Regions from separate parts of the Mus musculus genome. Here all the other regions are linked to region 3. The links are chromatin contacts, called in public Hi-C, HiChIP or PLAC-seq and promoter capture Hi-C maps. All regions are on one chromosome and are shown on one strand. Each heading gives the region's core, a stretch centred on a gene start, on an enhancer-like site or on the middle of the called end of the contact. The rest is flanking DNA. Distances are from core to core; before and after follow the strand shown.

The links. Promoter capture Hi-C pulls out the DNA fragments that hold promoters and counts their contacts. A called contact is a pair of places that touch in the nucleus more often than the background predicts. HiChIP or PLAC-seq counts read pairs in DNA pulled down with a chosen protein or histone mark. Capture Hi-C pulls out chosen DNA fragments and counts their contacts.
Region 1: a Hi-C map of B cells shows a contact between it and region 3, with 13 read pairs. The contact joins the promoter of Ly86 here to the promoter of Ssr1 in region 3. A contact is called at or near these places in 9 of 39 promoter capture datasets (the 3T3-L1 cell line, the C10 cell line, embryonic stem cells and 4 more), 1 of 484 Hi-C or Micro-C datasets (B cells), 3 of 115 datasets of contacts at active chromatin or transcription factors (large pre-B cells, microglia and pro-B cells) and 1 of 9 other capture datasets (liver).
Region 2: a Hi-C map of uterus shows a contact between it and region 3, with 8 times the contacts expected there. The contact joins the promoter of 5033403F01Rik here to the promoter of Ssr1 in region 3. A contact is called at or near these places in 3 of 39 promoter capture datasets (hippocampal neurons, liver and pre-B cells), 1 of 484 Hi-C or Micro-C datasets (uterus) and 1 of 9 other capture datasets (adipose tissue).
Region 4: an H3K27ac HiChIP or PLAC-seq map of extraembryonic endoderm stem cells shows a contact between it and region 3, with 8 times the contacts expected there. The contact joins the promoter of Bloc1s5 here to the promoter of Ssr1 in region 3. A contact is called at or near these places in 18 of 39 promoter capture datasets (the 3T3-L1 cell line, 3T3-L1-derived adipocytes, the HPC-7 cell line and 11 more), 14 of 484 Hi-C or Micro-C datasets (B cells, the G1E-ER4 cell line, Th1 cells and 7 more), 16 of 115 datasets of contacts at active chromatin or transcription factors (the 230-238 cell line, the SCID.adh cell line, astrocytes and 10 more) and 3 of 9 other capture datasets (adipose tissue, embryonic stem cells and liver).
Region 5: a contact with region 3 is called in a promoter capture Hi-C map of adipose tissue. The contact joins the promoter of Eef1e1 here to the promoter of Ssr1 in region 3. A contact is called at or near these places in 19 of 39 promoter capture datasets (the 3T3-L1 cell line, 3T3-L1-derived adipocytes, the C10 cell line and 11 more), 10 of 484 Hi-C or Micro-C datasets (CD8 T cells, the G1E-ER4 cell line, cortical neurons and 2 more), 12 of 115 datasets of contacts at active chromatin or transcription factors (the SCID.adh cell line, astrocytes, craniofacial prominence and 5 more) and 2 of 9 other capture datasets (adipose tissue and liver).
Region 6: a promoter capture Hi-C map of the HPC-7 cell line shows a contact between it and region 3, with 4 times the contacts expected there. The contact joins the enhancer-like site here to the promoter of Ssr1 in region 3. A contact is called at or near these places in 14 of 39 promoter capture datasets (the 3T3-L1 cell line, 3T3-L1-derived adipocytes, the HPC-7 cell line and 9 more), 1 of 15 datasets of contacts at CTCF or cohesin (the NIH/3T3 cell line) and 5 of 115 datasets of contacts at active chromatin or transcription factors (astrocytes, craniofacial prominence, embryonic fibroblasts and 2 more).
Region 7: a contact with region 3 is called in an H3K27ac HiChIP or PLAC-seq map of microglia, with 5 times the contacts expected there. The contact joins the enhancer-like site here to the promoter of Ssr1 in region 3. A contact is called at or near these places in 7 of 39 promoter capture datasets (cranial neural crest, frontonasal cranial neural crest, liver and 3 more) and 8 of 115 datasets of contacts at active chromatin or transcription factors (bone marrow-derived macrophages, embryonic forebrain, embryonic limb bud and 4 more).

The regions. Positions count from the first base shown.
Region 1 is chr13:37,343,918-37,346,690 of GRCm38.p6, forward strand. Ly86 (lymphocyte antigen 86) reads left to right here and starts at 1,428. Exons shown (of 5, transcript NM_010745.2): 1 at 1,428-1,657. The coding sequence starts at 1,522.
Region 2 is chr13:38,959,281-38,962,076 of GRCm38.p6, forward strand. It overlaps 5033403F01Rik (RIKEN cDNA 5033403F01 gene), which reads left to right and starts at 1,339. Exons shown (of 3, transcript NR_131019.1): 1 at 1,339-1,942. Slc35b3 (solute carrier family 35, member B3) reads right to left here and starts at 1,257. Exons shown (of 10, transcript NM_134060.4): 1 at 1,152-1,257.
Region 3 is chr13:37,992,737-37,995,506 of GRCm38.p6, forward strand. Ssr1 (signal sequence receptor, alpha) reads right to left here and starts at 1,472. Exons shown (of 8, transcript NM_025965.4): 1 at 1,269-1,472. The coding sequence starts at 1,347.
Region 4 is chr13:38,633,702-38,636,401 of GRCm38.p6, forward strand. It overlaps Bloc1s5 (biogenesis of lysosomal organelles complex-1, subunit 5, muted), which reads right to left and starts at 1,391. Exons shown (of 5, transcript NM_139063.3): 1 at 1,235-1,391. The coding sequence starts at 1,340.
Region 5 is chr13:38,657,650-38,660,349 of GRCm38.p6, forward strand. Eef1e1 (eukaryotic translation elongation factor 1 epsilon 1) reads right to left here and starts at 1,379. Exons shown (of 4, transcript NM_025380.2): 1 at 1,258-1,379. The coding sequence starts at 1,344.
Region 6 is chr13:38,613,049-38,615,748 of GRCm38.p6, forward strand. The region is part of intron 3 of Bloc1s5 (biogenesis of lysosomal organelles complex-1, subunit 5, muted); the gene reads right to left. Among named protein-coding and RNA genes, the nearest start is that of Bloc1s5, 21 kb to the right of the region's middle. Within about 2 kb of position 1,438, at least 26 of the 459 cell types and tissues checked have an H3K27ac peak or open chromatin away from gene starts, as enhancers often do. A contact at or near this core is called in the HPC-7 cell line and liver, where this site is marked.
Region 7 is chr13:37,409,517-37,412,487 of GRCm38.p6, forward strand. The region is part of intron 3 of Ly86 (lymphocyte antigen 86); the gene reads left to right. Among named protein-coding and RNA genes, the nearest start is that of Gm4035, 24 kb to the right of the region's middle. Within about 2 kb of position 1,620, at least 3 of the 459 cell types and tissues checked have an H3K27ac peak or open chromatin away from gene starts, as enhancers often do. A contact at or near this core is called in microglia, where this site is marked.

The sequences.
Region 1 (2,773 bases), core at 178-2,677, 650 kb before region 3:
GAGGAAACCTGATTTCCTTGTGTTGGCTCGAAAACAAAGCAAAAGGAGGGATACGAAGAGTTAGAATTCCACTATTCTCTTTAAGATGATCTAAATTAAAGGTCCCACCACATCTCAATGGTGCCCCAGGCAGGTGACCAAACTTAGCAGCACATGGAACTCTGGGTGACAGTTAATATCCAAACCATAACAGAACTCAAGATGACACCATTATGGATTGATTTCTGAAACAGGTGAGCCAAAAACCACTCGTCAGACCCAAGTCCTGGCTCTTGGTTGACAAAATGAGTTCCCATAACTCCTTGAGGGAGTGGCTTGCTCGTTTTTTCCTACGAGGCTGCATTACATGTTATAGAAAAAAATGCCATCTGTCATGCAAGGAGAGAATATTTTTATTGAGAAGTCTTCTAAAAATACATTGTACATTCTCAATGGGATATAATTCATCTCTTCCTGCCATGGGAAAGAGTGTTGCCTGTTGCTCTGCAGCATCACTGGCCTTGGCCGTGAGTTTGATGAACTGCATAGAGTGGGGTTAGGATTAAGAAAGCTGAGGCAGAGCGGCAAGAGTCCATGGAGGGCAGCATCTTTGTGTGAGAAGCGGTGTCAGTCACCTCTCCTAGTTGAACTAGCCTTTCAGGGAGGCCATGGGCCCATGAACTGTCTCCATGGGTAAAAGCACTTACCTCACAAACCTGGTGACTTGAGTGCCACTCGCAGAACCCACAGAGAAAGGAGAGAATTGACTCCCAAAAGTTACCTTCTGACTTCCACATGATCATACACACGCAAACACACAGAAAGACAACACAGATATACACTAAAAAAATAAATAAAATAAAAATGTTAAAAGGGTAATCCTTCCTCCTGGTGCTGTTGGCCCAGAAATGGAAGATGGCTTACTTCTCAGAGGGAATGCACCACCCAGCTCTGTGTGGGCTCCTAGGACAAGCTCCTGTTCCGCTGGCCCAACCCCAGGGCCAAAGCCAGACAAGAACAAATCCAAAAACCCGGTTCCAGATCCTAAGTTCTAGTATACCACCCTCAAAATGTCACATGTGCCTGCTGGCGTTAGCCAGCTCTGAGACTCACATCAGTGGGGTGTACGCTGATAGAAAACACATGGTGGCCTGAAGCTCATTTTTCCTGAGTTTACAGCTCCAGTGGGGGACAAAGATTCTAAAAGGGGCTGTTCTGAAGAGTCCTGCAGGACCTCTTCCTGTGAAAGCGAGAAGTCACCTTTCAACCTAGCCCATACCTGCCCATATGCGCATGCGCATGTTCAGAGATATGCGCGCGCGCGCGCACACACACACTTGCTATTTCAAGTATGTGAAAGCCCCCTGGAACAGTATTCAAATGCCCCTCCCCGCTGTCTGTCTTTGTCTTCTCACAGTATATTTCCCAGAGACTAGTATTCGAGAAGTGAAACTGAACATACTACTCCTTCAGGGGGAGGACGAGCTTCGGAGGTCTTTTTATTGGGCTGGCTTACCATTGGGCACACACAACCCCCTCGCCATGAATGGTGTCGCAGCTGCCCTCCTTGTGTGGATTCTGACTTCTCCGAGCAGCAGTGACCATGGCAGCGAAAATGGTTGGCCCAAGCACACGGCCTGCAACAGTGGGGGCTTGGAAGTAGTCTACCAGAGCTGTGGTAAGGTCTTATGAAATGGCTGCTTGTGCTTATGGGGAAATTAAAGCTACACGTGGGCAATACGAACACTGGGTGAGTATGGGCGAGGGATGAGGTTATCAGCCTCTCCGTGCTTTTTGCTGCTACGGTGAGCTTTTGTCTTGGCAGCCGTGAGGAGGGAAAGGCCAGGGACAGTGGAAGAGCCTTCTGAAAATAACGAAGACCACAGAAAGAGAGAAATGAACAGTCTAGATATGGAACGAAGTCTAAGAGCTCAGCCCTGCCCTCTCCCCCAAGAACAAGTGATCAGTAAGCTTTTCTTCCCAAATCCTGCGCCTACGCTGGCTTTTCACCTCAGCCATTTTGCAAACTGGGTGAGCATCAAGTCACTTTTGTCAGAGACTCTGTCCTTCAGCCGCTCCCTCTAGAGTTCTTGTCATGCCGCACTGTGCCACCCATTAAAGCAGCAAGCACGTCAGAAGTAGCATCCAATGCCAGGGTTTCCCCAGGGGCAAGGACAGCGAAGGGGAGTGCTGTGGTTGGCCTGTGTCCTGGAGCATGTATTAGAAACTTAACCTCAGTGCAACTGTTTGAGAGGTGGCATATACTGAGACGCGTTGGGCTGGGAGAGCCCCGCTGTTGGCACCACGAACCAGAACTTAGGAGTGGGTTAGTTCTAAAGTCTGAATGTGGTACCTCACCTCACTTTTTCCTTCTGTGACGCTATGACACAGCGAGGAAAAATGAGCCTTGGGATCGATTTCCAATGGGCAGTAGAACAAATGGCTTGTGGAAAGGCAGACATTTATGAAACCTGGAAATCTGTAGGGAAACGGGACAGATGAGCTGAAGAGTATGCAAAGGAGACTCTGAGCCTCTGTGTTGGTCCCACCGCTCGCTGAGAATAAATGAAAGCAAACTAGCTGAGCCCGGATTCTGCCACCCAACTTTGGTTTCTGGGGTAATTCAATGGATTCTTTTAAATTTCCTTTTAAAAGGAACCTTGAAGTGCATTTTAAAAATTAAAAATAAGAAAAAGAAAAGGACGCGCTGGGTGGAGAAAGTGCTGACCTCATGATGCTTGCTGTTCTTGGGACAAATGGGAGCCTAGACGTCTGGGGACTTGCTCACTTCAGG
Region 2 (2,796 bases), core at 89-2,588, 970 kb after region 3:
CAAGCAAGGGTCAGAAGACAACTCCTGGGAACTGGTTCTCTGTCATTTCACCTTATTGGTTCTGGGCTTGGCCACAGGCTTGGCCTCAGGTGCTCTTACCTGTCAGCTTGCTGGCCTCACCTTATCTCTTAACCTAGTCTTTTTTTTTTTTTTTTTTTTAATGTGAAGGAGGTACGCTTTCTATTACAAAGCTGGAATGGGAGGAAAACTTATCATGTGCACAGCCTGGAAAAGTCCCAGCTTCGCCAGAAACCTGCAACGCTCTAGTAACAATCATGTCTTCACAACTGGGTTCCAGGTGTGGGATAAGATCAAAGAGCAGAAAAACAAGATTGTGATTTCTCCCATACCTTATCACACAAAAGGGTGAGAGACTGGTGATTTCCGAAACTCTATTCCCCTCAAGGGCTAACAATAGGATTTAAAGTAGACTTTAAGCAGAAGTAATGCTATCTAAAATATTTTTCAAACGTTGTCAGTGTCTTTCCCCTCCAAGTCTCAAACTATCTCAACTCACTTGTAACAGAAATGTTTAACTAAAATTCGGGATTCTGATAATCTACTGTAGAAGTAACGCAGATGTAATTCATTCAAACACAAAAAACCAACCAAACAAAAAAACTCAAAACAAACAACTCATGATAGTAAACTAACAAAATCTTTCAGTGTTTTTCCCAAAGAAGAGAAAAGGAAGGAGGAAAGAAGGAAGACACGGAAAGATAGACAGACAAGGTAGGAAGAAAGAAAGGAGAAGAGAATTCAGCTGTAAAGCCCGAAAGAACGTACAGGGATTTCAGCGACATAAACTTAGCAGCCCTGCAAGAACAGTCAACTCGCTGCAAGGCAAACAGTCACCAGGTAACGGAGAGAGCGGACACAGACCCGGAAATGACTCTGAACTGCAAAAACAGCCAAGGGAATCCGAGAGACCAAGTCTCTGAGCACAGAGAGCAGGGTAGAGGAGGGGTCCGGCCCGGGGGTTCTCAGGCCAACAGGGAACGATGCTCTTCCCGGAAGCGCGCGCCCCGACCACCCCGACGGCGGCGGCGTCCACCTTCTCTGTTGACACGGTGTGGGAGCCCACCCGAGTTCTGCCTGACGACGCCTGGCCGCGCAGCAAGACCCCCACCTCCCAGCTCCGCCGCTGTCACCTCCTCGGTCTCCGTCTCCGCCTCCGGGTCTGCTCCCGCGACGGCCGCCTCGGCCGCCACCTCCCCGGAAGGTCTTCACACGCCGGACCCTGCGCGCCACTTCCGCCTAGGCGTCTCTGTGCGCGTGCGCCGGCGCGCGGCTCCGCCCCTTCGCCCTCCCCACCCCCTCGGCTGTTTCTACCTCTCCACCCTGCTCCTGCGTGCTCTGAGCAAGGGTCCTGTCCATCTCGTGGCTTCTGCGACCCAGTTGACTTCACATCCGCGATCGTGAGCCGGGGCGTGTGAAGGATGCCAAGGTTTAGAGTGCTCGAGCCGGATCTCAGCAGCCTGAGGTTCCCTTTCCCCAGCCTCCACCTTTTGATTCAAAGGGATGAAGTTGCTTCTCAACTACTTTCCTGTCCCAGTTCTCCGGACTCACTCCTACCCTTCTGGCCAAGGTGGACTGAAGAAACAGGAAGCCTGCGTCACATGCCCTTACAGTGATGATGGTTTGTAATTGGCCAGAAATGAACCAGGATTGTGTTGACATGCCACTCACTGCTTGAAATGTAAATCCCTGGCTTGGAGTCTGACAAATGTTATAAAATCTCTGATATTTGATCGCCAAATATCATAAATTATTCCACATTGAGAGCTACACTTACAGTTACTGAGATACAATGAAGAAAATGCCAAGATGGGCTTGGCGATAAGGATTATTACGATTACCTTAACCGGAATAGTATTCAAGAGTCTGCTTTGAAAAGGGGTGAATAGTGTCAACAGAAACGTTACAATCCGGTCAGATGTGTGTAAGTTTTAAAATTTCACAAGAATTAGGCATTGGGAAGCATTTATGCCTTAGGAGAGAATCTCTGAAGTGGTGAGGGAAAAGGTCCAGCTAGACATTTTAAAAATACCAGCCTTGCTAAGCCAGTTTTGTATGAAAGTTGAAACTTTAAAAAAAGGGGAGGAAAGAAAAAATCCTAAAGAGAATAACAAAGCCCATTTAGACATTTAGAGATGTCATTCTATGGCTCAACAATAGCAAATAGTAGCAGTAAAACAACTGTCAGCCAAGAAGGAACATTATTTATCAAACACCTGTTGAATGTGCCTATGTGTAGGGTCATATGCATAATTTATAAGTAGCTTATATGGACTTCCAGCCCTTAAGGAGTTATAGGACATAGGTGAGAAGGTAAATGGTAATATAAATCTGGAATACAAGAGGGGTTAAGGTCCACCCACTCTTGCTTAGGCAATCACAATAGCCTAGCTGGCTTCTATTATCTTTTACTTCCTTACAGCCTAATTCTGCCCAAGAGCAGGATTTGATGCTGCTTTGCTCTCAATGCTTTAATGGCTTTTACCATCTCATTGAAACCTAAAACCCTCTCCGTGGTTTGCAACTTGTTCTTGATGGGTCATATCCAAACAACACTTTAGAATTCATCTAACCCCCGTCAGGCACGACATGCCTCACTTTGCTTTGCTTTTCCTATTCCTTTGGTGTGGCACATTGCCCTCAGATATGTCCACTGGGAATGAAAACCAAGCATTTACCAACTGTTACCGTGGAATTAGGGATGAGGTGAGTGAGAGAGTAAGCAGGTAAGAGCAGCCCTGTTTGCCAATAGGAGCAAGGAAGACTGCAGTTATGGCC
Region 3 (2,770 bases), core at 222-2,721:
TAAAGTTCAAGCAGTTCTTATTACCACTTCTCGGGGAGCGATGATGTGGCAATCCAGCAGCGAGGGAAAATGTGGGAACAGCCACATGTGCAAAGCCCAAGAGAAAACACTATCTTTAAAACCATGATTTTTTTAAGTCTTTTTACTTTCCCGAGTTAAAACAGTTCATTCATAGTTTACAGGTAATTTATCAAAAGCCAGATTTAAAGAAAGAAAGAAAACCCCAATGGTCTAAGGTTGTAGTGTGCATATGTGCCTTGCATGCCTGGCACGATGGAAGCCCTGGGTTCATCCCCACCACTTCATCCACGGGGTGTGGTGACACCCTGAAACCCAGCACCCCAGAGGTACAGGCACAAGGATCATAAGTTCAAGGACGTGCTAGCTAGGGCACCAACTTACAACGCAGCCAGGGTTACCTACATGAGACTCGGTCTCAACATCTGTCTTATGTCCCCACCACCACACTCCCAAGCCAAAATCCCTAACAGCTATAATTCAAAGTCATACTAGTTACTAAGTAGAAGCCAAGCACTTCTGTGTGCTTGGCCAAAGAGTTCATAACATGGCTCGTTATTTCTCATGCCCTGGGCCACAGAAACTTAGAGAAAGAAAAGGAATTCTTTCTGGTGACCACTCAAACTAGTTGTTTTTATAAACTAGCAAAATTAATGGACATGGCGGGCAAGGGGGAACAAGTTTCTACGTTTTTACATTCTGCCAAGTTTTTAGCCCAGGTCAATCGTTGGAAAGAATAAACTTACAAAGCTCGAAATAACTTTTTCGCAGCATATTTTCAACCAGCAAAAACTGGCTGGAAAAGGGAGGGGAGGGGAGAGAAATTAGAAAAGGAAGGAGGAGGCCATCCGGCCATACTCTACGGTAGCGGCTGACAAGCAGCCGGAGGAAGGGGACGGATTTGGACACCGAGCCTCGCGGTCCACACAGACCGCGATGGGCGAGCGAGGGGGCCGGGCGAACACGATCCACGCGCCGAGGAGAAGAATCTACAGTGGGCGAATGAATGGAGGCGCGCCGGCGTGTGGCTAGCGACACGTCAGCGCAGAGCTTGGGGACGGGCGGCCCGCGGCGAGCGCGGGCGGAGAAGCGAGGCCGACCCTGGCGTGGGTCCTGCGGACCGCGGGCTTCGGGCCCGCGCTCGCTGAGGACGCCGAGCTGCGGGGGGTCCCGGGGCGGGGGATAGCATGGCCCACGAGAGCCGGGCCGGGGGTCGGCCGCGGTCCCCAACCCAGCCCCGCGTCTCTCACCTCCGGGGCCGCCTCGGAGCAGCACGGCGGCGGGAAAGGCCAGCAGGAACAGCAGCAGCAGGCGGGGGAGGAGTCTCATGGTACGGCCGGTCAGCGTCCGGTGCGGGTCCGCTAGGGCTCTCGGAGGCTCTGGCGGTAATGGCGTTACTCTTCATCCGGGCCGCGGTGGAGGGGCGGGGCACGCACGCACGCGCGCCATCCGTCGCCCCTCCCCGCCACCGTCGACGTGGCCTCTAAGCGCCCAGGGGCGGGGCCTGCGGGCCGGGAGATCACGTGGCCGGCGGTGGCGGGGACCAGGGGAGCCTACGGGCTCCCGCGAGAGCCTAGCTGAGCAGGCTTATCTCTTCCAGATGCTTAGCATCGCTTTGTCCCCCGTTGCTTTGAGGGGCCAAGGAGTGGAAACTTCCCGCATGTGTGGCAGTTGAAAGACAGAAAGTAAAGGATATGGATAACGACAAAATAAATAAATAAAAATAAAAAGCCGAAAGTGATGTCTCACATTGTAACCCCAGAGTTTGAGAGATGGAGGCAGGAGGATTGCAGCGAGCTGGAGACCAGCCTGGGCTATGTAGCGAGTTCGGGGCAAGACTGGGCTACAGAGTTAATACCTTGTCACAAAATTCTACCCCCCCTGCAATAAACAATCGGAGTTCTGGAGTTTTATTCTTTTAAATTTGACTGTCTCTCTGGTGTATAATTGCCAGTGCACAGATAGATGTAAAGGTCAGTCAAAGGACAACTTCTAGGGAACTGATTCTCTCCACATTTTAGATGGGTTCTGGGCTTGAACTCTGATCATTAGAGGTTCAGTTCTGTAATTTTTCTTAACAACCCAAACTTAGCAATTACCTAGCCTTTCTGCAGTTTCTACGCCAAAGATCTCACTTCTGGCATATTTCTGGCAACTTCAGCTGGTCAGTGTGAAACACTCGGGATGTAGTGGCTGCGCTGAGAACCTCCAGCCACAATCCTGATTCAGGGACTGTCTTGGTTACTTTTCTGTTGCTGTGAAGAGATACCATTACCAAGGCAACTTATAAAAGAAAGTGTTTGATTTGTAGGCTTGTTTACAGTCTCAGAGGGTGAGTTCCTGACCATCGCATCAGAGAGAATGGGAGCAGGCAGGCAGTGCTAACGTGGAAGCTGAGAGCTTATATGTTCAGCCCCAAAGGACAAGGCAGAGAGGTAAGTCCAATGGTACGGACTTTTGAAACCTCAAAGCCCACACCCAACAATGCACCTCCTCACATAAGTCCTTACCAAACAGTTCCACCAACTGGGATGTAACATTCAAACACAAGCCTACTGGGGCAGTTCTCATTCAAACCACTACACAGGTTAAGCAGCCACCAGGATCATTGGAGCCTCTGAGCCACAGAGGGACAAATAAACTCCCCTCAGAATTGTTGAAGATGACTGAAGTGGAAGTCACAGACCATATCTCAACTTAATTAACCCCAGTAGGTTCAGATCAGATGAACACATGTCTGACCTGAACAGGG
Region 4 (2,700 bases), core at 141-2,640, 640 kb after region 3:
ATATATCAAGAACTATAACTCAATAACAGAATCTACTTACACGAGCAAAGGACTTAAATGGATATTAGATGACTACCTAAAAAATGGGTAGTCAGTTAAGCACATTAACCAAATATTAGAGGAAATGAAAATCACAACAGGGAGTGTCATCTCACACGCATTAGAATAACTAGTACCAAAGACAAGAGTTGGTGATGACAGGTGACTAGAAAATGGTATAGCAAATACAGAACATGCCAACTCCTCAAAAAGTTTAAAGAATAATCAAATGACCCAAAAATCCACTACTGGAGATACAGTCCCAAGAACTGAACACAGGACCTCCGAAGGATGTCTATATATTCATATTCAAAACAGCCTTATTTCCGAGAGTGGAGCTGTCCAAGTCCTCAGAGGCACTGGACCAGTCAAATTCACAGTGGCATGAGGAGTTATGGTTTAATGCATACAAAGTTTTGCAAGATGAAAAACATTTGCGGATGGAGTCATGGTGGCCCAACAACAGCCATACAACGACTAATCTTCACTGAGATTGCACAGAGAAAGAATTCTAACTTAGTCTTAACACACACACACAATACTACTGGATCCCAAATTAAACCTAAGAAACAATGTGAAACACAGTTTAAACAGTCGCAGCCAGCTCAGCTGGGGCCGCCCACAGATCTGGTAAGAGTAAAATGGGAACCGCACAGATGGTAAGCCACCACTCTCCAGGCAGTGTAGGACTGTAGCCCAAAGTTGGTGGAATAGGCGGGTTGAGCAGGGAGTTGAGGGAAGCAGTGGAAACTGCAATTGGAGGCTTCTTCGCGGTTAACGGGGACTTCTGAGGTTTAGGAATTAAAGCTAGTTGTTATTGTAATAATTTAGGTCGAAATCTACTAAGGCTGAAAGGGGACAGCTCAGACCGGTACACTGTATGGTACTGAGCGCTGTGTTTCAGGACGTTTTCCCAAGTGTTCTTCCTGGCATGACCCCCAAGGCGCAGAGGACAGAGGACGAGAGGGTGAAGGACCGAAGTCACCCTACTACGTGTGGGGCTCCAACTAGTTCCCATTCTCCGCTTGTGCGCCCTTCGCCCATTGCACGTAACTGGGTCCTGCGAGCTGGGACCTTTCGTCTCGAGGCGGGCCAGGCAGCTGAGGGCTACAGGGGAGCCGGGGAGCACCAGGAGGGGCGGTCCCCAGCACGCTGCCCCCACCCCGCACGGAGGACCACGCCCTCCACTCCGTACCCTTGATAATGAGGTGCGCCGCACCCGGAGTCCCCAGTGAGTCCCGCTTCTTGCCGCCCTGGGCGGCGTCGCACGCTACAGGGGTCTCGGTGCCTCCGCCACTCATCCCGACCAGTTCCGCCCACCCGCGGCGTCCACGGCGCAGGCACGGACCTTTAGGGAGAGAGACGCTCTGGTGTTACGTCATCACAGGGCGTCGGAGTCGTTGGGTTCGGGGAAGGCGCCGGGAGTGTAGCCGATGCGGCCATGCTGGATGAGGGCAGATGATCTGCGTATGGGAGGTGTTTGAAAATTACTTGTTTCTCGGTTATCCCATCCTACGCCGGTAGGAACTAAACTCACTATGGTTGGAGCAAGGCGCGGCGAGCAGAAGAATAACAGTAGTAGTATATACATAGTTTCTACATTGTTACTGGCCACCACTATTTTATAAAGCATTTTGACATGTATTGTCACCTTAGGGTCATCATAGCAACCTGAGGAGACAGATCATAATTTTTTTAACAAATAAAGCAACACGGTTAGAGGTTAAGAAACTCGTTTTTGTTTTGTTTAGGTTTTTTGTTGTTGCTTGGTTGGGTGTTTGAGATGGTCTCCCTAAATTAGACTAATAAGTGCTGACATTTGATATATTCCATAATGTTCATTTTCTCAACAAATTGTCATGCTTCAAAGAGAGCAATGCACGGCCTCCCAGTGGTTTTTACCTCCTCATCATCCAGGGGTTCTTCCTTAGGACTCAGCTGTGACCGCTTCCTCCGCTACTCTCTTCTGAACAATGAACAATGTCATCCTAAAGGGTCTTAGTCCAGTCTGAAGGAGGAACGTAAAGCGACATAAACGGCAGGAAGAGGAATCGTTCCATACCTGTGGATACTAGCTGTTGAGGGGATCAGGAAAGACTTCCCAGAAAAGACCAGTGTTTGTCTCCAGTCTTGAAGTGAGACATGGAGAGAATAACTAGGTGAAGCAGGAATTGGGGGATTATCGCAGAAGAAATGGTAAACCCCCAAAGGAGGACAAATAAAAAATTTAATTTCCTAGCTTTTTAATCAATATGTAGAAATCATAGTTTTCAAAGACATTTGTTATTCTCCTCACTTCCAAGAAATTTCATATTCATTTTTCTGCATTGTAGAAAAAAATTTCTTTCCCTTTGCATAATTTCCTTTATGACTGTGCACCATGAAGACTCACTACAATATGTGAAATTGAATGCTTTTCTTACATTAATGTGGCTGTTTGTTTTTTTTTTTAAATGTTGATTCTGGATTTCACCTCTGAAATTTGCCAACTCTGTGTTGTGATAAAGAAATTCTAGTTGCCATAATTAACACTTTGGAAATAGAATTGGGTCTTCAGATAGTTTCCAATAAAGCGTCAGCGAAGGCAAAGAAGCCGGAACCTGAGCTCTCTGGATCCCAGCATTCCTGCCCTCCGGCAAGGACATTCTTGGAAGCACGGCT
Region 5 (2,700 bases), core at 129-2,628, 660 kb after region 3:
TCATTATTATTGGGAATCTCGCTGAGCACATCGTAACTGCTGGTGTACTGTGGTTAGTTTTCAACTAAGGAAACACGGTGATTTCATCTCTAGTCTTTGGTCTGTACTCACAGAAAACCAGAAACTTTCAACTGGGACTCACTGTGAAACGTTTCCATTACACAAGGCACTAAAACCCAACTCTGAACTTCAAACTGAACTTGGTCTAAGACTGAACTTGGGTTTATTCTGTATTGCACTACTCTGTTTTGGGTGGCTTACTGGACCCAAACTTACATAGTAATTCACTGGTTTTCTACATCCTTCCAAGTCTAATCTCTTGAACACCAGCTTCTCACTGAAGCTTAAATCCCACCTCCTCTGTGGCACTGTGCCACTGTCCTCAATGTATTCCTCCCCTGTCGCTTGTCCTATTGGGCCCTTAATTGCTGGTGACTGTCCCTCATGCCTTGAAAGCAAGACTGTCTCTCATGTCTCGGCAAAGCCAAAAAAGAGGGTGTGCAAAGGAAACTGGGCTGAGGACAGAGCACATCACCTCTGGGGAGGATGGCCTTCGCAGCCTACGGCAGGCAAGTCATTTAACCTTTCCAGGTGCCACATTAAGTTACTGTGAACCCCACAATACCGCTACGATTTAGACATTAAAGGAAAAAACAAAACAAAACAAAACCTTTGGGCCCAAACAGGAACAAGCCATCTAGATCTGGAATCCCGTTCAAGGCACACTCTATGGTTTCCCACTACCATTCTTCCTCTAGTACCATCTTTCTACGGCAAATGATGAGTTACAAAGGACTCACTTTCTACACCCTAAGAAATCAGGATTCTTCTATCTCACCAAGCATTCCACTGCCCCACACCCGGAATCTTCCTCAATTCTCTGCACAATGCACATCCAAGCGGGTGTGTCGCCAGAATGAGCAGGGTCCTATTCCGTGTTCCCTCCGCCAGGCGGCTTCCAGGAATCTGTACCGCTCGCCCGGCCAGCCGCTGGAAAGGCGGTCGCTGAATGAAAGGACCAGGCACGGCTAACGGCCGCCTACAGGGATCTGAACCCCTGACTCTGCCCAGGCCTCCGCGAACTGGCTTTCTGCTCCCCGAGGGGAGGACGGTGACATTTGCCTGGAGGTCCAGACCGAGCCACGCGGCCCGCCCCGCACGCACGTGGGGAGCGGAGTCCATTCCGATGCCCCGGCCGGGTCGCGTAGGCTCCGGGTCACCCCGCCGCCCTGCTGCTTTCCTACCGCTGCGCCTCACCTGCCGCTCGCCCTGAGCACTGTACTTATTCCCCGGCTTCAGTCCCAGACTCTTCTCCAGCAGCCTCAACTCCGCGGCCGCCGCCATCTTCTGGCCCAGCTCCTAGGGAGGCGGGGCCTGCACAGCTAGGACCTTGATTGAGCAGGAAGTCCGGCCCCACAGATGTCTCCCACGATTGGCTGGGAGGACGGCAAGCGCGCCTGCGCGAAAGGGGCGGAGTCAGCTCAAGGCAGGGGGCGGTTCGTAATTAAGGGCGGGGCCAACCACATTCGGAGTCCGGTGGATTGCTCACAGTAGGCAGAGGAGAGCACGGAGTGTAGACAGTTTCACAGAAGAATGTATCCGAATCTTAGTTTTGTTTTCTGAGACAGGGTTTCTCTGTATAGCCCTGACTAACCTGGAACTCACTCTGTAGACCAGGCTAGCCTCGAACTCAGAAATTCGCCTGCCTCTGCCTCCCAAATGCTGGGATTAAAGGCATGCACCACCACTGCCTGGCTGAATGTATCCGAATCTTAAAGATTGAATCATTCATTACAATGCTTATAAAACTATTGTAGATCAGAAGAATAATTTAGATTATTTGTTTTATAAATATAAAGCATTGATTCCCAAACTCGTCAAATAGTTCTCCAAATAAGAAAATTATAGAACAATCTTAAATTAAAATAAGGATAAGGGCCAGTGACCTAGCAAGGGAACTTGAGATCTGTGGTTGTTTGAACGAAAATAAGCCCCCAACCGGGCGTGGTGGTGCACGCCTTTAATCCCAGCACTCGGGAGGCAGAGGCAGGGGCAGGCAGATTTCTGAGTTCGAGGCCAGCCTGGTCTACAAAGTGAGTTCCAGGACAGCCAGGGATACACAGAGAATCCCTGTCTCGAACCCCTCCTCTCCCCCCCCCCCAAAAGAAAGAAAATGAGCCTCCATATGCTCACCGGGAGTGTCACTATTGGCGTGACCTCGTTGGAGTAGGTGTGGCCTTGTTAGAGAAAATGTGGCAGTGGGGGTGGGCTTTGAGGTTTCAGATCCTAGTGGCATTCTTTTTTTTTTTTTTTCCTTGCCTCCTGCTGATCCAGATATAAAACTCTTGGCTCCTTCAGCATCATGTCTGCCTGCCTGGGGCCATGAGACTCACTGTAATGATAATGGACTAAATTTCTGAACCCGTAAGGCAGCCCTAACTAAATGTTTTTCTTTATAAAAGTTAATAGTAACTCATGGTGTCTCTTTACAACAATAGAAACTCTAACTGAGACAAGTTGAATCCTTATGTGGTGGTTTGAATAAAAATGGTGATTATAGGCAAATGAACAGTGACCAAGACAGAAGCTGGTACCAGGAACCAAGATGTTGCTGTGACAGGCTTGATTATTCTGTTTGTTGGGGTGTAGTCTCCCCTCCCCCAGCCTGAAACCTGCTTGTTCAGGGGTGGAGCTTCCTGC
Region 6 (2,700 bases), core at 188-2,687, 620 kb after region 3:
GCCAGATGGCCCCCATGGTTTTCCACTCATTCTTCTTGTCACTGCTCCTGTCTTCTAACTAGTTCATCCTGGATGCTGCTACAACATTTACCTCTCCCAGGTCTGAAAGTTCATGAAATCATTTCCATTTCTTCAGAACCAACATTCTAATGTAAAGTGAGCATCCCCAAGTTCAAAATGTTTTAAAATTTAAGACCTTCAGAGAGCTGGCATGACGGTACAAGTAGAGACTTCCACACCAGACCCCATGTGTCTCAGGAAAGACTCCGGTCATAAAATATTGCACAGCCACTGCCAGGCTGGTGTGAACCCCTGAGTTCCTCAGACCTTCCCATCACCAGTCTAACTTTACTTCTGCTCCGACAAAGGGAACTGGTCTGCAGGCTAGCAGGCAGCTTTGCCGTCTGTGACTGCTCTGCCCTTCTGCTGGTCCACTGATTCCTGACATGCTTGCGGATCCCTGCTACGCGCCTCGTCCTGCTCTTGCTGGGTTCCTCCCTTCTCGGCTCCTCCTCATCTACCTGCTGCCTTTGCGTCTTAGCCCTTGCTCTGGGCACACCGACCTCCTTGCTCTTTCCACTGTGCCGGCCGACCATACTCCCACCACGAGGCATTTGCACTTCCTGCTCCTCAGAACACGTTTCTCCCAAGTCTCCTGCAAGTCTGTCTGTGTCTTACTTATTTTACAAATGAGGAACTAACAACAGGACCTCAGGATGGACATGATCATTCATGAGAAAGATAGCAAACATGCCCACTAAGAGATTAAGTATTATCAATAAGAACCACGTAACTGGGGAGTAAGCTACGTGAGTGCGAGGACCTAAGTTTGAATTTCCAGCTGCTGTGTCTGCACACCCCACACTGAGGGTAAAGGCAGTCTAGCCAAAACTCTGAGACCCAGGGTCATTGTGAGATCTACATCACAATCTGGTTCACAAGTGAGTTCCAGACCAGCCTAAGCCACAGGAAAGACCCTGTCTCAAAAGTCACTCTTGAGCAGTGTCAAGTGGTGGTGCGCTGAGGACCCTGTTCACCCTACTACCCTCACACAAAGCCCTCACTCACTCTCCCTGTCCTCTGATGAAGTGCTTTCAGTTGTGAATTCCCTCAGCAGAGGCAGACTGCTACAGGACCACCCTCTGTTACAGCTGCTGAAGCTGGAAGCCATCTGTCTGTCTTCTTCTCCCTGCCTAGGGCTAACGACCCGTCCACATCAGGGCAGGGACAGCGGTTTCTCTTTCAGAAAACTGTGAAGCCTCCACCTCCTGGATGCAGCCAGCAGATTTCATTTTCAAAAGCTTTATCCTCAGCGGCTATTAACAAACTTTCCTAGATCACAGATGACATCTAAGGACGGGGGATTAGCTTACCAATCATTTTTCTTCCTTAACAAAACAAGAGAGGAGTTGATTAGATCTGCCTTCTTCCTGCGGCAGTGAGTATGACCTCACCATCCCTAAGCATGGTGCTATCATTTCCTGTTCGTCTTTTTTCCTTCCTGGCTCTGTGAACAGATCTTAAAAATCTGTGTTTCTGTCCTCGGGTCATTTTCATTTTTGGATCACCCCAAGTGCAGTGTGAAGAAAAGTTGAAGGGCCATGTGACTTCTGCTGTCACCTGTCACAGCACCCCTGCCCCAAGATTATAACTACATCATCCCCCTCCCCTTTCCTCCTCTAAAACCTGCCCATCCACTCTTCTTGCTCTCTTTTCAGGCCATGGCCTCTTTGTTCGTTATTACAACAAGCATACATGGACATCCATGCATAGCCTACATGTGACCTGTGCAGTCTGTAAATGTTACTTGCATGCATGCTTTCAGGGCTGAGCATTTGGTTCTGAAGAGCAAGCTACTGTGCTCGTCTCTGGGAAGACCATGTCTCCTGCTCCCACCACTCCTTAGCTGCCTGTAGCTCTTTGAGTGGGGCTGAGGCCTGTGGGCTTTTCCCCATCCACTTTGGCATGTCTGTGGGTGTCACCTGTGCTTAGCTCATGCTTAGACTGTCATGGTGATGAGACTTCATGTGTGTAGCTTCTGTCATTACTAGGAGACACAGTCTCACAGCAAACTCCCTGGGCCTCTGGCTCTTACAGTCTTTCTGCCCCTTCTTCAATGTCCCCTGGGCCTTGGATTCCGGAGTGTTAAGCAGATATATTCATTGGGACTAGGCTCTACAAATTTGCATTCTGACTAGTTATGGTTTTTTGTGGTGGCTCTGTCTACAGTAAAAAGAAATGTCTTGGATGAGGCCTGAAGCCTATACTTATCTGTAGGCTGTCACAGCCTTTACAAACTTCTTTTGGATGAAGGGGATAAGCCTACACTTGTCTTCCTCTACAGAACTGTCTCCATGTTTGGAAACAAGATCCGTCTTCAGAATTTGCCTCCCTGTGAAGTTATCCACATTCCAGCCACATAGAAACAACACAGAAAAGGCTTTTTTATTTCATGTTGTGTGTGTGTGTGTGTGTGTGTGTGTAGGTACATGTGCTCTAAAAGGTCAAAGGGCAGCTTTGGATTTGGTTCTCTCGTTCCACTGTGTGGGTTCTAGGCATCAAACTCGGGCTGTCAGGCTTGGCAGCAAGTGCCTTTCCCCACTGAGCTTTTCTGAACTTTTAGTTTTCCTTTCTAAAACCTATAAATAAATAATCACCTGACCACTCTATAAAAGTCCCATCCTTAGTGATCAGTGTGAC
Region 7 (2,971 bases), core at 370-2,869, 580 kb before region 3:
TCTCCTCTGAGTTTCAGTGTTCAGAGCACTCTCTGCAGGCAAGCTCTCCTCTTACAGGGAAGGTACACAGATATCTGGAGTTCAGAACTCCCTCCTAGCAAAGATGAGGCCCAAAACAGGACCTGTTCCAGAAGCTGTGTTGCTTCGGCCTGTCACAGAAGCTGTTAGCTTCTGTAGTCCACACTCTCACCTGCACAGACTAGTCTCAGAGGGATCCGGGAAACAAGATGTCTCCCCAAGGTGCTCCGGCAAAGCCCTCCTGGGAAGGGCAGACACCTCTCCTCTGGCAGGGAAGGTGCCCAGATGTCTGGAACCCAAAATTGGGTCTGTCTCAGAAGCTGTCCTCTAGGGACCTTGGGGGTGTCTGCCGACTCTGTGCCCAGGTGACCCAGTGCTGGCGCCGACCAGAAGGGACTTGTGACCCTGGTCAGGCCGGGTTTCCTGCTTTCCTAATGCTGTCTCAGGTCCCGCACGATTGGATTGAAACAGAAGTTGTGTTCCACTCACCAGTGGTCTTCAGATTGCGTGGAAAGTCCTCTAGGGAACTTTGGGGGTGTCCGCCAACTCTGCACCCAAGGTGACCCAGTGCTGGCACCGACCTGAAAGTATAACTGGAGAGTCAAAGCAGAGAGGAAGTACGACCAGGATGGGGTGAGATGCCTATCGAAGATTCAGACTTGGAGTCCACACAGCAACAACAGCTACACCCAAGACCGAAGCTGTTGCACATCCAGTTCCCCTTGAGGATGTCAGTGGTCAACCATAAAATAAATGTGCTGGTTTCAAGCCCTGAGAAAAAGTCTGAGTGAACACATAAATAAGGGCTGAGAGTTGTAGCTCAGCGATCAAGCACTTGCTTCACGTGGAAAAGCCCTCTGTTCAATCGCCAGCATAGCACATAAACATAATAGTCGTTTTAAATAAAGCCCTTCTTCTGCATAAACTAATAGGTTTGGCATCATAATTGTTAGCCTACACTAACAGTGTTAAAACACTATAACAATGCTTAAATATTAAGAAAGTGGAATTCTAATGAGGGCCTAGGAAGGCCTGAGGAAGGATACAAAGGCTGTCAATCAAGTTCACCACTCTGGGAGTGAAACTGTCCAGTGGCCATGCAGAACTGGGTCTACCTAAAAGGGGATCTAGAAATATAAAAGGACAGTGTGTGAGAGAAGGATGAAGCCAAGACAAAATTTCTGATCAAGGCTCCAAGTTTAATTATTCAGCAATATGTTTATATAGGGAAAGCCCACGGAAACAAAGCACCATTTGGTTCAGCTGGATTGTGTTGCAAAGCAAGCTCAATGGGCAGTCTACTCTTCAAAGCTCCTGTAGGAAATTACAAATGCAGCAGGTCTTAAAACCACTGTGGGTCTGTTTAGCCTACTCAAGGCTGGGGGAAGGGCACATGGGAGCACCACCATGCTAAGAGCACCGTCATTTCCAAGCACTTTCGCTTGCTCCAGCCTCTGCATTGGTTTCAGAGAACAAAGGGATGGAGCAATTGGCTAAGCTCAGTGGAATCTGCTGTAAACATGGCTCTCCTACCCACCAGCAGTACAGAATAATTAACTGAACCTAGCAAGGACTGGACCGGTGCAGCCAGAACTAAAGACCTTGAAATAGAGCGTTTCAGTGTACTGGTTTCTCACTGAGGTCATGAGAATCACCCAATAAGGGCTTACTCCCACCCATTCTGTCATTACTGAAGAGAACTACAGAAGCAGTCCAGGAACAGATGAGCAGGGATACTATGAGCAGAGAGGCTGGGATCAGTGTGGGCCCTGGAGACCAGGGGTGGTCAAAGGAGGGAACAGAGCACAGACCTTCACCCCAAGGTCAAAGGAGGGAACAGAGCACAAACCTTCACCCCAAGCCCATGTCGTCCAGATCCTATGGGGCCTTTGTGTTCCTACCATAAAAGTCAGTTTCTGGAGTAGGAGTGGAGCTTCGTGGTCCAGCACTTGCATAGTAAACATGATGTCAATCCCTCACCCAACAAAAAGGCAATCAACTTAAGTTCAGTTGAACTAAAGTCAGTTTACTCTCTTTAATAAAGAGAGGGGGAAAGGCCAATTTTTAGAAGTTTTTCAATGAGGGAAAGGAAGAAATAGGTGAGAGTATCCTGGGAATCTTTTTATAGTATAGAGGGTGAGAATGTTAATTAAAGGAATCTCAGAAACGAAGAGGGCCTGAGAAGGGAAGGGAAGAGAGTTTAATTTTAGGTGTTGTTTTGTCGAGCTAACAACAAAAAGTCACTTCCCCAAGTTACTCGCAGCTATTTTCAGGAGCTTCGTGGACCCCAAAAAAGCTCTAGTCGAAAGCGTGAAGCATAGAAAAACCAATTTAATGAAAAGCTCTCCCAAAGAAGGACCTGTTAGGAGTGAAGAAGAGCACAAACTGGCAAAGCCCTGGGGCGTTAAGTGAGCATCAGAGAAGAACAGGCACCATCCAAACAGTGTTCTTCGAACAGCTAGATCCATCCATGTTTGAAACTGAAAATGTGAAAAAGAAAAACAGATGCTGCTGCACAAGACTTTCCAAAACTGGGTGTCATCGCAGCTGTCAGAATCCAGCAAGTGAGCCTCCTGTGAGCTGGCTAACAATCAACTAGTGACAACTGCCATTATCCCTCCGGAGGACCACACTGCTGGATGAGGCTACAGCCAAGGTCTCTAGTCCTCCTTGAGCCCTGCTGGAAGATTTCTATTTCTATTTTGTGAGTCTAGAATCTGAGTGCCAAGATTGCCCACTGTCACTTTGCTAGTGACAAAGAGATCTGGGCCTGACACCCATCTACCTCTGCATCTTAGTGTTGGGGATTGGTTCCAATGTTTTGAATTCATCCAGCCCCCAAAATCAGGAATTTGTATGTCCAAACACTGAAGGTTCTTGTCCCCAATTGGTTTTTGATCAGTCAATAAAGAGCCAACAGCCAATGGCTGGCCAGGCAGACTGAAGCAGGACC